Linked DNA regions of Mus musculus: region 2 is linked to region 1. Evidence: chromatin contacts called from public HiChIP or PLAC-seq data. All regions are on one chromosome and are shown on one strand. The core of a region is the stretch at or near the end of the contact, and the rest is flanking DNA. Distances in the headings are between cores, read along the strand shown. Region 1 holds the start of S100a11 (S100 calcium binding protein A11). Region 2 has its middle 17 kb from the start of S100a10.

Evidence for each region. HiChIP or PLAC-seq counts read pairs in DNA pulled down with a chosen protein or histone mark.
Region 2: a contact with region 1 is called in an HNF4G HiChIP or PLAC-seq map of pancreatic cancer cells. The contact joins the enhancer-like site here to the promoter of S100a11 in region 1. A contact is called at or near these places in 5 of 39 promoter capture datasets (embryonic stem cells, hematopoietic stem and progenitor cells, liver and 2 more), 2 of 15 datasets of contacts at CTCF or cohesin (CD8 T cells and the NIH/3T3 cell line), 4 of 484 Hi-C or Micro-C datasets (centrocytes, induced pluripotent stem cells and muscle stem cells), 6 of 115 datasets of contacts at active chromatin or transcription factors (embryonic fibroblasts, embryonic stem cells, heart atrium and 3 more) and 2 of 9 other capture datasets (adipose tissue and liver).

The regions. Positions count from the first base shown.
Region 1 is chr3:93,519,068-93,522,119 of GRCm38.p6, reverse strand. It overlaps S100a11 (S100 calcium binding protein A11), which reads right to left and starts at 1,624. Exons shown (of 3, transcript NM_016740.3): 1 at 1,567-1,624.
Region 2 is chr3:93,570,851-93,573,902 of GRCm38.p6, reverse strand. No RefSeq gene overlaps it. Among named protein-coding and RNA genes, the nearest start is that of S100a10, 17 kb to the right of the region's middle. Within about 2 kb of position 1,577, at least 54 of the 459 cell types and tissues checked have an H3K27ac peak or open chromatin away from gene starts, as enhancers often do. A contact at or near this core is called in CD8 T cells, the NIH/3T3 cell line, embryonic fibroblasts and 2 more, where this site is marked.

The sequences.
Region 1 (3,052 bases), core at 375-2,874:
CAGAACTAAAATCTAGCTGCCTTATTAGTGTGTCACATGATAGCAGGAGAGTTGGCACGGAGGACTCGCTAGACTGGGGAGGAGGTTCCAGGCCTATAGATGCTCCTTTCTTCTTTCCCTTAGAACAGAGGGCTCAGATGGGAAGGTTTTGCCCATGTGGAGCAGCGGCTGAAAGAGAGGGCACGGCCCACACCATCGCCCTTTTGCATGATGGGAACAGTGACAGCAAGGAAAACCCCACTGTGAAAGGACGCAGTGAGATCCTTTTAAAACGCAACCTAAACACCCAACGTTCCAGGGAAGCTTCCCCTTGACAGAAATATGTGAAAAAGAGGGAACCACACCAACTATCTCTTTCTCAACCAGCACCAAAGCTCTTCCTTCAAGTGTTCAGGGTCTCATCTATCTCCTTTCACCTCATAACCTGTTGGTGCTGGGCCCTAGGTACCCTGTGTGATGAAAAGGGGAAGAAGGAAACAATAAGTAGGAAGTGATGAAAGACTGACACACCAAAGCAGGGGTCCGCAAGCTTTCTGTTGCTGTTATTTGCAATAAAGGGACAGCTGTGGATATTTTTTAGCTCTTTATGCTCCATAAGATCTTATCACTCTTGCCATAGTCAGGCAGCAAGGGTGAGGATACATAAAGCAAAAGGGTGTGGCGGTGCCTGTAAACTCTATACATTTGATTTTCATGCCATTCTCATGCATTACAAGGGATTCTTTTCCTTTTGAATGTCTTCCAACCATTTAAAAACATAAAAATCTATAATTAGTTTGGGACTAGGGCAAAAACGCACTTGGGCCTCTCTCCAACATTTGCTGATCCTCTTTGAAGAGTCAAAGGAAGGGGTAGATTTTGGAGGGGATGTGAATTACTGGAAACATTTTTTAAAGAAACGAGGGGAACTGAAGTAGCAGGTAGGAGACAGGCAGGTGATGTAGGGAGTGGCTAAAAAGATGGCTGGGAGTGGAGTAAGGGGGAGAGGAAAAGAGCGAGCTGGGAGGGACTGGCCTCCTCCCACATTCCTGTCTGTGGTTCCAATGGCTGCAACAGGCTCCGGTTTCTCATCTGTATGTCTTGGCTGTTTGCCTGCGGTTTCCCCGCAGCTGAGTCCCCCAGAATTCAGGAAGGCTACGTTCTGAACCGCTTTCTTTCTAGTCTTCATGAACGCCTAGCGACGCTGCCCCAAGTTCTCACTGAGTCTGCAGCTCTCTGGCGGCCGCCACTGGTTGGGTTCAGGGGCTCACGGCCCCAGGGAGTCTAGCGGCCGCACCCAGCCCGGGCTCAGGCCAGTTAGGCAGCCGCACCCAGCCTAGAACTTATTTTGCCCGGGAGAACAAAAGACCGCCGTTTCTCCCCACAGGCTGTTATTAGGGTGTAATTTTAGGGCTTCCTCGTGCCCTCCACTCTTCTCTAATTGCCTCCCACAGTTTCATCTTCCCGATCCATTTTCTGCCACGTCCACACGTTAGTCCAAGATACACCCAGCCAAGAGCATGCGTAGCTCTTTGTTGTTTTCATTAAAAAGAAAAAAATCTAAAAAGTTCAAAAACTTATGCTTACCAAGTTGAGGAGCGAGGTCCGGCTGCGACTGTGGCTGACGGTGGCTGGGACAGGAGTGGCGGTCGGGGTCCGGGTCCCGCCCCTCAGCCTGACTCAGGCTGTGCCCGCCCCGGCCCCCGCCCCTCCGCAGGCCTCGGCCTGTCCCCATGTCGGTGCTCTAGACTCAGCTCACTGGTTGTAGTCCCTGTGACTCAACAGGTCTCTGTTCCTCTCTCCCTGGAATCTCAAAGATTTTTGGCTTTAGGGGAAGTCATGCCCCTAGCTCTTTTTCTATGCACGTGTCCATTTGCAGTTCAGGTCAGATAAGCAGAAAGAATGTGAGTCGTGCTCATCAAGTAGGTCCCTAGGAGCTGGGGCTGTCCTGCTACACTGAAGAAATTTAATAAACAGTTGTGATTTTTTAAATTTTTCTGACACGTGGTATTCCTGAGTAGCTAAAGCTGACTTTGATTCTCTATGTAGCACAGGCTAGCCTCAAACTTAGGACCCTCCTACCCCCGCATCCCAAGTGCTGGATTATAGGTGTGCACCATCTGGCCTACCTAAGGGCAGTGATTATTGCCAACAGAATATTGGTGATTATTGTCTAGAGATAATTTTCACCCTGCTTTCAAGTTTTAAAATGACAGTTAAGAAAACTCTTGCAGCTAAACATCTCCCTGTGCAAGTGCGGCATTTTCCTGTCTGTGTTTCAATAAAGTTGGGAATTGTATGACAAACTTCCAGCTTCTAATCCTTGGTCCACAACATCACTGCAGCACTTTTGGCAAGTACTGGCCCCTCTGAGCTTCCATTTTCCCATCTATAAACAAGCCATGCTGCCTTCACCACTTAGTAAAGGCACGTAGAATGTCTATCACATAGAGTGATGCCCTTAAGGAGACACCCCCCGCCCCAAAAAAAAGAACAACTTGCAGAGTAGATGTGAATAGGGCATTGTGTGAATGCTTCCTGGTTTCTGCTCCCCCAATTTCACCAGTCACAGTTCCTGTCTCTTGTTTAGGAACCCTTGAAGTCAGACATGGTGGCCCTTGCCTATAATCTCAGCATGTGCAAGGCTGAAGAGGGAAGACTACTGCAAGTTCAAGGCCAGCCTGTGGCCTACCTAGTGAATTCCAGAACGGCTTGGGTTACAGAGTAGGATTTTGTCTCATAAGAAAATTAGAATCCAAACCAAAACAAACACTCTTGTGTTTCCAACAATAATTCAAAAAATAATTAGATCCACCCTCTTTCCATTTCTGCCGATGATGTGACCATTTTCCCATTTTCCTTATTTGAAAACATTAGCACCATGTTTTTAAAAAAATTACTTTCTTACACGATTTTCTAAAATCATGGCCCTTGGAATTTCAGCTTACTGTGTGCTTGGACCCACCTGTCCTTCTTCCACACCTGCACTGATAGAGTTTACATCCCCACTCCCTTTTTCCATTGATTTTGCAACTGGGCCCTTGCCCTCCAATAAAAACATATTTAATCAATA
Region 2 (3,052 bases), core at 328-2,827, 52 kb before region 1:
TACAAATTCTTACATCTATGAGGGAGACACTCTCCAGGTCCCATCCCTTACCAAGGAATGACTGGCAAGTTAATAGCTGCAGGGGGAGGGAGAACCATCCTTTCTTGATGAGTGTGGCTGCTGTTGGCTCCCTTGCTCTAGTAGATGGCATCATGCCCATGCATATAAGGACTGCACTAATTGGAGCTCTGGGGTGTTTTTTTGTGATTGTTTTGTTGTTGTTGTTGTTGTTGTTGTTGCTTTGAGGGTTGGTTTGGTTTGGTTTGGTTTGGTTTGTTTTTTTTGACACAGGGTTTCTTTATGTAGCCCTGGCTGTCCTAGAACTTGCTTTGTAGATCAGGCTGGCCTTAAACTTAGGGATATGCCTGCCTCTACTTCCTGAGTGCTAATATTAAAGATGTGTGCCATCACCACCTTGATGTATGTGGTTTTTATTTTTATTTATTTATTTATTTATTTTGGTTTTTCGAGACAGGGTTTCTCTGTATAGCCCTGGCTGTCCTGGAACTCACTTTGTAGACCAGGCTGGCCTTGAACTCAGAAATCCACCTGCCTCTGCCTCCTGAGTGCTGGGATAAAGGTGTGCGCCACCACGCCTGGCATTTTTGTTTTTTAAAAGAAGACATGAAGTTGGAAGAGAAATGTGTTGAGAGGGATGAGTGGAAGATGAAGGGAAGAATGGGAGGTAATATGATCATATTATATTGTATACATGTATTAAAATTTCAAAGAATGCAATTATATAAATATTTAAAAGCTGTGAATTATTTATTAAATTGGAATTTATTAATTTTTTTATGTACATGGATTCAAATTCTAATGGTGCAAAAGAACATGGAAGCTCTCTCCTCCTGCTCCCCACACTCTAGCTTCACTGCTTCTCTTGGGGAGGACTCAGTTCTCCCAGTTTCATCTATATTCCTCTAGACAGGTGGATTTTTTTTCATGTCAAAGTAATTATTCATGTATATCTCCCATTATCATTTTCCTCAATTGATTTAATAGGAAGACACAAATGTACCAATTGCTCTTTCCCTCAAACTTGTCTTGAAGACCACTCTGAATCAGCACATGTAGCTCTACCTCACTTGTTTCTGAAGATGTACCATGGACCTGGTCTCTCCCATGTCAGTTCAACTGTGGGTGTCCTTCCCTTGCTCACACATCTTAGATACAACTCAAGCCTATGCCCACCACTTGCCTAATAGGACTCAGTCCCCACTGGCACAGGTTCCTCCACTTTTTGCCCTTCCCCCACATTAGCCTACCCAAAGTGCATCTTCCTCTTTTTTCTGTTCCAAAAAACTTTTTTCTTCATCATATCCAAACCTTCAGAGCTAACACCAGCATTTACCACACCCCTTGGTGTTTCTGTGTGTCACATACTACTGAGTATTGCTACTTTGAAACACATGCCTCTTGTTCCACCAGACTGTAAACTTGTAAGACAGGGGCCACATCATCTGTGTTCTGTAGTGCTTCAGACCCATCATTGAGTGGAAATGTCAATTCTGGAAGTTTCTCAGAAAGCCAAGGCTGACTCACGCTGGCATCATAGTGGCACATCACGGAGCAGAGTCCAAAGCTGAATCATCTGTCACTTCTAGAACACTAGGCTGGAGGCTAAGTGCTCTGCTGCTCACCAGGCTGTGATGGGCAAGTTTAAAAGAGGCGAAAGGGTGGAGCCACAGAGTTTGTAAAGCAGCAGGCATGAAAGGACTGCTCATCCCCACGTGGCTCTGAATAACAAGGCAAATAGGTTCTATGCTGAGCTCTCCAAGTTTTGTGTCCAGAGACCTAATGGAGATCGTTTTCTACCTCACAGATAGGGTGATGCCACAGCATTTGAGAAATGCTCACTCTCACTTTTATGCAACCTCTTTCAGATTTTGTTCACACTCACACATTAAAGATACTATTCAGTAGCTACAGTTCAAGTAGACAGGCTACTTTGCAAGCCAATCTTCAGGTCTTGATAGGAAACCAGATGAGTGAGTAATTCTCACCCAGACCCTACGGATCTATCTTCTTGAGTTTTTCCTTCTTAAATTTGGCATAGATTGTTTAGGTTAGTTTCCCCTTCTTCTTCTTCTTCTTCTTCTTCTTCTTCTTCTTCTTCTTCTTCTTCTTCTTCTTCTTCTTCTTCTTCTTCTTCTTCTTCTTCTTCTTCTTCTTCTTCTTTTCCTACACCTCAGAAAAATAAATATGAATCTCCATCCTGCTTTGTCATTTGTAGCTGAAATGGAATTAGAATGGAAACATGGGTGGGAGGCCCATTGAGGAACATGAAGAAAGAGTATCTATAGTCTGATAAGCTCCCTTTGAGTACAAGTCACCTCTTTCTCCCAAAGGAATAGTAATACTCAAACTGTAGATCTGTAGTGTTTACAACAGAGGTTCTCCAATACCACAGCCCACATAGGCTTTACTCTTTACTATTCATTGTTCCCCCAGCATACAGTCTAGCTCTGCTCACTTTCCATGTGAGCACAGTCCCCTTCAGCCAGTCACACTTTGCCATCTTAGAGACTTAGTACCACAGGGATTCCTTTGTTCCCTCCTGCTCTGTCTGGATGCCAAAGAGGAGGAAAGAAATAAAATCTCAGGCAGTCTAAAGAATTGGGCAGTCTAACTGCTCCATCATCAATCATCTCTACCCTTGATCAAATCACCTGAAAAGCAAGCACAGCATAGCAGCTCCCACCCGGAAAGAGTAAGCAAGTTCATAGCTGTGAGACAGACAACATAGAATGAACAGACAAGATAGAATGAGCATAGTGATTGTTGACTGCTATCCAGATTTCTAACCTCCAAGAACTAGAGAGCTTCCAACCTTCTGCTGACACTCCTCTGATTAGTCTCACCTGCCCACTGATCACTTACTTGTTTAAAAGAATTCCTATTGGTTTATTGAAATCACACTTAGAGACAGCTGCAGAATAAATGAAACTATCTAGTTTCAAATGTTCACACTGTAAGTGGGTAGTGGGTATTGTCATACCTTTGCAATCTCTGAAATTAGCATTGTGATTACTTGGCAGGGTTATGGTGA